Regions from separate parts of the Mus musculus genome. Here region 2 is linked to region 1. The links are chromatin contacts, called in public HiChIP or PLAC-seq maps. All regions are on one chromosome and are shown on one strand. Each heading gives the region's core, a stretch centred on a gene start, on an enhancer-like site or on the middle of the called end of the contact. The rest is flanking DNA. Distances are from core to core; before and after follow the strand shown. Region 1 holds the start of Chmp6 (charged multivesicular body protein 6). Region 2 overlaps Baiap2 (brain-specific angiogenesis inhibitor 1-associated protein 2).

Region 1 (4,890 bases), core at 191-2,690:
CTGGCCTGCCCCAAGCCAAGGCCCACTGTGCCGAGGAGGAGACTTTCATCCTCTTCAGTCACAGGAGGATGAGGCTGTGATCAGCCTGAACTCTGTGGGTCACTGCTGTGGCCACCAGGCCCTGGGAGGCTCAAATGTAACAAAGGGTCTGAAGTTGACATCTTCTGCCTCCCCCTCCCCAGCCACTAGCCAAGTGCGCTCAGTCCTCCTGTTCAGCCCATTTCTGTTCTGTGTCCAAATGCCGACCCTTCAGGCGGAGCCATGATGAACAGGTACAGGCCCTGGGCACATGTCACACACAGAATGAAACCCTGAGGCAGACTATTTCAAGTGAAGGCCATGGGCACCTTTAAGGTTTAGTTAGTGAGAAACCATTCACCATAGACTGTAGGTTACCTAGGAGAACAGGCTAGCTGGGGAGCTCTGCTAGCGTGTTTTGTGTGTGTGTGTGTGTTTGAGCATGGGCCTGGGTGTGGTTCTGGGTCTCCCACCTTCACCCAGTGTCCTCTACAGGGTCTGCCCCACGGTGGGCATCAACTGCATGACAGAGAGTGCTCACTATTTCCACCCTTTAGGTTTGGAGACCTTGAGTTAGGCTACCCATGCTCTTCTCGGGTGGTTATTTCTGCCAGCTGTTTACAAAGCATCAGGCATCTTGCCTGGGGAGACAGGGGCACCAAATGGAGCTGCAGGATGGCCAGACTGTGCCTCTGGAGACCAAGCAATCTGAGCAGGTCAGGCAGTGGCAGCAGCAGCACCTGGAGCTAGGCACTTTCCTTCCTGGTGCCTGGCGCTCTGGGACTGTTCAGATGTGTGCTTGACAGTGGTGTCCTGAGCCTCCGAATTCCACAGAGGAGCAGACAAGGTGTGTCCTGTCCGCAGGACCCACCTCTGTGACAGTTTTACTTAGAGATGGAGGGCGGTGTCCTGAGACACGAGTGTCTCGGGGGCTTCCAGCTCACACAGAGGCTGCAGAGATGGGGGACGAGCACCCTTTCCCAGTAAGAATCACGCTGAGACTTTTAGTGAAAGCCACGCCCACGGGATCTTTATCTGGGGGCTTTTTCTAGGAACTTTCAATAACTTATGGCTTGGGATTCCAAGGCCAAGGCCACAGGCTTCCTTCCTGGCACCTTCTCTCACGGATCGGCGCTCAGCCCCGAGACACAATCCCGGTCTTTCCGGGCCGAGCCGGGGCTGGTCCAGGAGTCTGCAGCTGGGCGCGCCATGGCACCGGAAGCGCGGCCCGCTCCGCTTCCCGCCTCAGTTTCCCCCACGGGGCCCGGCCCCCTGCCCGCCGTAGGCCCCTCACCAGGATGGCCCTGTCCTGTTCGGTGACTCGGCTCTGCTTCTTGCGGCCGAACAGGTTGCCCATGGCGGCCCCGCGCCGGCCGGCCGAACCCGTCGCAGCCGCCGCTCTGCGGCCACCGTACTCCGCCCGACCTACGGCGGCCGCGCGGAGCCACGCGCCTCAGAACGCGAAGCAGCTTCGTCCCTAGCGCAGCGCACCGCTGGACTTACTAGGCGATGCGAACGCCCTCCCTCGGCCTTTCAGCTAATCAGATGGGACTGTGATTAATTCAGAGCACCTCACAGGAGTGAGCCTAAATCAGGCTTCCTGACTTTCAAAACCGCCCAGCCGACGCCCCCCTCCCCGCTGGCGCAGAACATACACACACCCAGTGTTTTGGACCTACAAGTGCTTGCTGAGAAGTGTGCACCAGCGTTCACCTGCCATTCGGCGCTGTCACCTTCGTCCCCTAGTTTCCTCACTGTGGACAGTCCTTAGGCTACCGTTGAGTCAGCCCGGTTGCTGGGACTGACACACTAACCCCAGGGATTCTCTGATCACACCTGCCCTCTGTAGGCCCTTGGTGAGTCAGGGGGCGGGGACAAGACACTCATGAGTGGGGCTCTACACCCTAACAGCCCCAAAAAGGGCGCCACTGTCCTGAATTCAATGCCTTTGCTAGGAGGGGAGTTCTCCTTCCCCACGGCAATCATCCGGGTAATATCCCTTCGGGAGGCAGACAGTACAAGCAGCTGGGCCAATTACTAAGCATTCTTGTTCATTTACACCTTTCTGAACGAAGGGCTCAGTCTTAGCCTCAGGCTCAACACATTATGAATCCAGTAAAGCCAGTGGCTATCCCTCGGCAGGCAGCTTCTTCTGATTCCTGAACTGCCTGCATTTTCCCTTCCCCCACCCCCAACTCCTTCAGTAAACAAGGGCAGAAGGCATGGAGGGGGCTTTCCGGTGTCGCAGCAGTGGCTCTTGTGACTCCTTAGGCATAAGAGGCTCCCAGTCTTGACTTGGTTTTAAGAACAGCACGAGAGGCTGAGAGTAAAGTCCATGGTAAGGACTTGGGGCAGGCTCTGGCTACCAGACCTAGGGTTCTAGCTCCTTCTGTCACTTAGAAGCAGTTTCTAGAGGTTGGTTTTTTTGTTTTGATTTGATTCCAAGGGGCCTTCTAACTAGCCAGGAACCCTTTATCCCAGGGTTCTCTGTACAGTCAGCTGCCCTAATCGGGCTCAGCCACTGACTTTGATGGTTAGCTGTCATATCTTAGTCTCCAATGCTCTGTGGGCCAACTGGCCCCATAAAATCGCAGTAATGGTACCCTGTCCCTGTGGTCAACATGACTATAAAGGGCAGTACTGGGGCAGAACTTACTAGAAGGCTGGAGCTTCCGACCTGTGTGGTTCTCATGCCCTAACCAAGGGCATGTTCAGGGGTGTGGGACAGAGGTCTTGTGCAGGTCCAGGGTATCTCTGGCTGGTTTGGGACTTGCTATGCAGACCAAGATGGCCTTGAAATCACCCACTTTCTCTGTCCACTCTTGTCTACTCCGTGCTAGGATGCCCTGACATCCCAGAGTCACTAACTGAGGCCCAGTCTGTCAAGCAACAGCCCACAGTACCCAGTGCCTTGCTGGCTGCAACCATTTAGCTAGGAGTATTTATTGCCCAGGGAGGGTTCTGTTTCTACCATAACACTCTGGAAGCGCTTCCACACATTCTTCCTAGTTCTCTGCCAATACAGAGCTGGAAATGTCTGAATTCTTTCCGTCTGTAAGCCAGGATTTGGCAACTATGGCCCGTGAGTCAAACCGGTTTGATCTCCCCTCTCCTTTTTATACAGCCTACAAGCTAAGAATAAATATGGTTTTAAAATTTACTTACTTATTTTAAAGATATTTTCCTCTCTCTGTAGCCCTGGCTGTCCTAGAACTCACTCTGTAGACCAAGCTGGCCTTGAACTCCCAGAGATCTGCTTCCCTTTGCCTCCCTTTGCTGGGATTAAAGATGTGAGCCATCATGCCCAGTAAGTTTTCTGTATTTTAAAAGGATTCTCTCTCTTTCTCTCTCTCTCTGTCTGTCTCTGTGTCTCTTTCTCTGTCTCTCTGTCTCTCTCTCTCTGTGTGTGTGTGTGTGTGTGTGTGTGTGTGTGTGTGTGTGTGTGTGTGTGTGTCTGTTATGGCTTATTTATTTATTTATTTATTTTGGTTTTTTGAGGCAGGGTTTCTCTGTATAGCCCTGGCTGTCCTGGAACTCACTTTGTAGACCAGGCTGGCCTCGAACTCAGAAATCTGCCTGCCACCATGCTCGGCTGTTATGGCTAATTTTACGTCAACTTGATATAAGCCAGAGTCACCTGAAAGGAGGGAATCTCAGTTGAGAAAATGCTTCCATAAGATCCAGCTGTAGAGCCGGGCATGGTGGCTCACACCTTTAATCCCAGCACTTGGGAGGCAGAGGCAGGCAGATTTCTGAGTTTGAGGCCAGCCTGGTCTACAAAGTGAGTTCCAGGACAGCCAGGGCTATACAGAGAAACCCTGTCTTGAAAAAAACAAAAACAAACAAACAAAAAAGATCCAGCTGTAAGGTATTTTTCTTATTTAGTGACTGACTTGGGAGGGCCCAGCCCATTGTGGCTGGTGCCATCCCTGGGCTGGTGGTCCTGAGCTTTATAAGAGAGAAGGCTGAGCAAGCCATGAGGAGCAAGCTAGTAAGCAGCACCCCTCCATGGCCTCTGCATCAGCTCCTGCCTCCTGTCTAAGTCCCTGTCCTGATTTCCTTTGATGACAGACCATGTGGAAGTGTAAGCCAAATACAATAAACCCTTTCCTTCCCAGCTTGCTTTTGGTCATGGTGTTTCATCACAGCAATGGTGACCCAGCACACACTGGTAGAGGACTGGGACAGGAAAGGGGGAGAGGACAGAAACCTTGTGTGTTCTTAGAGCATGAAATCTTTTGTGTTTGTTCCTTTTTATTTCAGGCAGGCCTTAAACTCTCGACCCTCTACCTGCAGGCTTCTGATTGCTGAGATTCTGCGTGCCGGTGCCATGACAGCCATCTTGCTTTAGTCCTTTAGAGGAACTGTCCCAATACCCATTCCGAGCCATCTGCCATGTCACATGTGCCTGACCCCTAGGATTTAACTATAGGCCTCATGTCAACAAAAGGTGGCCATGGAGGTCCTCAAGGCGGACTCCTCTGAACCTGCCACATGCAGGGTCATAAAAAGATCCCTAACATGGGTCTCCAGCTCTCTTGGCCAAGCCCCTCTGGTTGGAGAGGGGTCATGTGATTTGGGAGGTCCAATGTCATAAGTCCAGTCCTCTCCAGAGTTCAGGGTTCCTGTCTTTCCATCAACGTCCTCCGGTGCTAGGGACAGGACCCAGGGTCTCTGTGTTAGGCAAGTGCTCTACCACTGTGTTACACCCCAAACCAGGATCCTAACCTATGGGAAGGAATTCTGTGGCCAGGTACAAGTTGAGTCATCAGTCACCTTGTATGCATCAGAGCAAAGGCTCTGACCGCTGTGGTGTTGGTCCTATAGCTGTGAGACAGGAGTGACCCCTCAGAGAGGTCAAGGAGTACTGTC
Region 2 (4,603 bases), core at 1,544-4,043, 63 kb before region 1:
TGACAACTTTCCTCTAGGACCTCAGCTTCCCTCTGGGAGTTCATCTAGGACGCATGGAGGTCAGATTCTTGGGAACTCTCTTAGTCCCAAAAGTTGTTTTAATATCAATGATCACAGGGACCCTGAGCACAGTACAGGTTGCCTACAGCGGCGAACACGGCTTGCAAGGCTATGCCAGCCAACTGGCCCCAGTCAGCAGAAAAGAACTCTCTAAGTCAGCAGGGTGGTCAGTGGCCCATGGTCAGACTTACCCTACCAGCCCCACTCTGCTTGCCCACCACCTCCCTGCAGTTCATCCTCTGTGGGCAAAGGGCAAACTCAACAGCTGCCTGGAACTTTGTATAGACCATCTAATTTACCTGGATACATGTACCTGTGGCTGCCAGGGCTAAAAACCTCAGCACAGCTATCTGCCTACCACCCTGTCCCAAGAATCTATGACCACAGGCCTAACACCACACTCCTATAACACAGGGGTACAATAGTCCCCCCAGAGACTGAACTCCTAGAGATGACAGGGCTGTCATATGGCCAACAGGAAGCTGTGATCACAAAGTCAGTGACAACCTACACACAGAGAGACAGGGCAAGTAGCCTCTAAGGTTTGCCAGGTCCCTCTGAAAAGGATGGAAGTCCCATTTGTAGCACACTCTAGATCTGGACTCTAATGTGCTTGAAGGGACTGAGGCAGCAATTAATGTGAAGGAGCCTGGTCTCTTATTGCTGGTTGAGAGGCAGAGACAAGAGGGTGAGGCCAGTGTAAAGAGGAAGGCCACAGGCACAGGCACAGGCACAGTCCCCATGAGCAAAGGCCTTGGTTACCACTGACACACACGCACAGCCATGCTGACTTTCAGCAAGCTATTAGGACAGTGTCGCTCATGCTCAGAACAGGGCTCAAAGGAAACCCAAAGTCACAGATGAGAGTTTTCTACACTCAGGCCAGAAGCCACTAGCACGCAAGTCAGGACAGCCATGTGAGTGAGTGGCAGATCCCAGGATCCTCTGTGCTTTTCTGCAACTGTAAGTCCTGTAGGATGGAAACCCACAGCCCTTATGACAAGGATGAATGTACCTGGGGAAACTCTCTTGGCTTTCTGCATCTGTAAATCCTATAGGATGGAAACCCGCTGCTCCGTGACAAGGAGGTACCCAAGGAAGCTCGCTGGGCTTTGTTTGACCACACTCCCATGACTCAGAGGGTCTTGGATCCACCTTCTGGCTCTCAATGCCCCATAGACACCTGGGAACGGACTATAATTTTACCCAAGTGGAAAGCAGGTGACCACAGTGGGCTCAAACTCTGGCCTGGGCAGGGGAACCCACTGGAGTCCTTGGCAGCACTGCACTACTCTCTCAGCTTTGTAGTACATCCACTCTTCCTTTCTGAGGACAATGCCATACAACCAACTCTCAGAAGGCTACAGGGTCTACAAGAGGAGGGATGGGGCAGCAGCGACCAGACAAACTATGCACTTAGCTAGAAGTCTCTCTATAGGTTGGTGCTCTCTGACCACATTCTTTAGGCCCAGAATTATAAGTCAATGTCAAGACTGAACAGAAAACATTCCCCTACCCACAAAAGCAGCACATGCCAACTCAAGAAGAGTAGAAACTGGTATAATCAGGCAGTGATGCCCAAGGGTGTACCAAGTTTCTCACAGATTTTTGTTCAGGTGATGGGTGTCAGACCCCACAGGACAACAGTTACCATTCCACATGGGCTGTGTCAACCCTCAGACACAGAGCACAGTGTGTGGCTCAACTCAGAGCCCCCGCTGCGTAGCCTGTCCCCAGACCTTATGGGTATATACGGGGAGATGGGGGGAGGGGAGCACACTGAGACAAAGGCACAGAACAGGGTGTGTATGTGTCTGTGTGTGAGTGCACGCACGTGGAGTTCTGGGCTGGCTGCAAGCTGGTGCTGCGCAGGATCAGCCCACATGATGAAGTTTTAAACTGCATTTTACAAGCAGCTGCAGGAAGACATGTGCAGCGGAGCTTGGGCGTGCACAGCCGCAAGTACTAAACCCCTGGGGGGCCATGGCCACAGCATGCAGGAGAAGACTGGTACACCTACCCACCCTGAGCACCCCCTCTGCAGATGAGGGGACCTCTGGCCAGGGGCACTGACTTGTTCACTGGCCAGCAGGTGCCGAGGAGAGGTTGGGCCCTCGTGGCGGGCTCCATGGCCTCCCACCTTCTCCTTCTCTTGGAAGATCCTCCCAGGTGTACTGTGCTGACAGAAAAGCCTTACTTCATTTTATTTAAAAAAAGATATTAATTAATTAACTTATTTATTTTTGTTTTTTTTGAGACAGTGTTTCTTTGTGTAAAAGCCCAGCCTGTCCTGGAGCTCGCTTTATAGAGGCTGGCTTCGAACTTGGAGATCCGCCTGCCTAGGCTTCCCAAGTTCAGGGATTAAAGGTGTGTGCCATCACCACCTTACGGTTTTTATTTTTATTTATGGTGTTTGTGCACATGAGTGTAGGTACTCTTGGAGGCCAGAAGAGGTCGTCAGATCCCCTTAAGGAGAGTTATAGGCAGCTGTTTGCTGCTGACATGGGTGCCACCCAACCAAACTTGGGTCTTCTGTAACAACAGCATGCACTCTTAACCACTGAGCTGTCTCTCTAGCCCCAGGAAGAGGCTTTTAACCAGCCTCTGCCAGGGCCAAATCCACCCATACCCTGGGGACCTAGAGCTCTTAGGCCACAGCCCAGGTGGACCCTAAACTTGAAAAACCGGATCAGATTGGGAAAGAAGGCCCAGTGTGCCAGAGCAAACAGTGAATGAGGGAGGGTAAATCTTTGCAGACAGCTGCCACCTGATGAGCCTCTCCAGGGAGTGGAGTATCAACAGGGGTGACTGGCAGTAGGTGGCCCATCCCAGGGAGCTGACATGAGAGATCCTGGAGGGAGGGGCAGAAGCCCTAGGCACACCAAGGCAGTGAGTCAGCCTTAGCCCATCAGAGTGAAAAAAGCCTTAACTCAGGAGGGTGAGGATGGGGCTGGGACCAGGAGAGTTCCAGGCCCCAGAATATTTGGGAACTAATAGGAAGAGACCCTCCCCCACAAAGTACACGTGGGTCCCAGAGACAATATGTGACATTTGGGACAAAAGTATAAAAACACAGAGAAACATACCAGGAGACCACGCCCTCCTCAACTTCTACCAACTTACAGTGAGTCAAGTCGCTGAAAGGTCAGCCACCAGTGAGTCACACTGCATTTCACCCTAACGTCTCAGTTTTAAAGATTTCTGGTGCTATTAGTAACTTGGCTTCACATTTGGAGGGTTAGTGTGCAATTCGGTCCACGTGGAAATGTAACCCTTCTTGGGGGGAAGCACAGGGACTGAGGTACATTTACGATGTCCATCTGTGCTGCAGCAGAGGCTAGAGCCCCCCCCCCCCTCCTTTTTGTTTTTGTTTTGTTTGTTTTTCTGAGATAGGATCTCGAGTATTTCAGGCTAGCCTAAGGGTCAAACTCATTACATAGCTTTAGAGAGCCTTGAACTCCTGAGCCTCCTGCTTCTGCCTCCTGAGTACTGGGACCACAGGTGTGCACTACCACACCCAGCAGACTCCCTTTCCACACACAATACTCCATGGGTGGAGAGACCATGTACCTAGGCTGTTTGCCTGCTTTCTCTCGATGGCAAGTCATTTCCTTCACTGACATCTTCGGTTATTCTGGTGCATACTGCAGACCATCTCTCAGATATGTATATCTGAGAGCTGATATATCCAGTATATCCAGCTTTGTAGACTGATCAACTGTTGGATTCAGGACCTCCTATATATATATACACATACATACATACACACACACACACACACACACACACACACACACACACACACACACACACGTATATATAGTTCATTCTATACTTTCTGTTACTCTAAGCCCCAACTCCTGGTACCAACTTCTGTCCTCTGTAGTGTCACTATTGCTGTGATGAGGCATCATGCCCAAATGCAGTTCTGGGTTACTCTGGCTTACACTTCTACATCATCGAAGGAAGTCTAACCCTGAGTTCATTATCAAGTCAGGACAGAAACTAAAGCAAGCAGGAACCTGGAGGCAGGACTTGATGCAGAGGCCGTGGAGGAGTGTTACTTTTTGACTTGCTCTTCATAGCTTGGCCAGTCTGATTTCTTATAGAACCTTGACCATCACCACCCACAACGGGTTAGGCCCTCCCTTATCAATCCCTAATCTAAACAAACTGCTCCCCAGAACATTTCTCAATCAAGTACTCTCCTCTCAGATGACTATAACTTGTGCAGCACAACTGTTTGTGGGTTCGTGACAGCCTTAAGCACAACCTGAACACGACCAGCCTTCCTGGTGTACACTCTTTTTAACATTCTGTGTATGTGTGTTGGCTGAATGTATCTATATCTGTGCATCACATGTGTGCTGGTGCAGTGGAGGCCAGAACTGGCTGTTGAATCTACTAGAGCTGGAGTCGTGGATGGTTGTGAGTGGTTGTGGGTGCTGAGAACCAAACAAGGTCCCTTGGAAGAGCAGCCAGTGTTCCAAACCTCCAAGATAGTCCCACGTGAAGCTGGGCGCGGTGGCGCACGCCTTTAATC

The links. HiChIP or PLAC-seq counts read pairs in DNA pulled down with a chosen protein or histone mark.
Region 2: an H3K4me3 HiChIP or PLAC-seq map of bone marrow-derived macrophages shows a contact between it and region 1, with 5 times the contacts expected there. The contact joins the enhancer-like site here to the promoter of Chmp6 in region 1. A contact is called at or near these places in 3 of 39 promoter capture datasets (the SN4741 cell line, embryonic stem cells and macrophages), 3 of 15 datasets of contacts at CTCF or cohesin (CD8 T cells, the NIH/3T3 cell line and large pre-B cells), 57 of 484 Hi-C or Micro-C datasets (the 63-12 cell line, the AML12 cell line, B cells and 43 more), 39 of 115 datasets of contacts at active chromatin or transcription factors (the 230-238 cell line, CD8 T cells, the HPC-7 cell line and 29 more) and 4 of 9 other capture datasets (adipose tissue, liver, macrophages and 1 more).

The regions. Positions count from the first base shown.
Region 1 is chr11:119,910,360-119,915,249 of GRCm38.p6, reverse strand. Chmp6 (charged multivesicular body protein 6) reads right to left here and starts at 1,440. Exons shown (of 8, transcript NM_001085498.2): 1 at 1,313-1,440. The coding sequence starts at 1,375. It overlaps Gm39485 (a long non-coding RNA gene), which reads left to right and starts at 1,438. Exons shown (of 3, transcript XR_003949830.1): 1 at 1,438-1,874; 2 at 4,282-4,890.
Region 2 is chr11:119,974,546-119,979,148 of GRCm38.p6, reverse strand. All of the region lies in intron 3 of Baiap2 (brain-specific angiogenesis inhibitor 1-associated protein 2), which reads right to left. Among named protein-coding and RNA genes, the nearest start is that of Gm11767, 34 kb to the right of the region's middle. Within about 2 kb of position 2,793, at least 111 of the 459 cell types and tissues checked have an H3K27ac peak or open chromatin away from gene starts, as enhancers often do. A contact at or near this core is called in the 63-12 cell line, B-cell progenitors, the BV-2 cell line and 20 more, where this site is marked.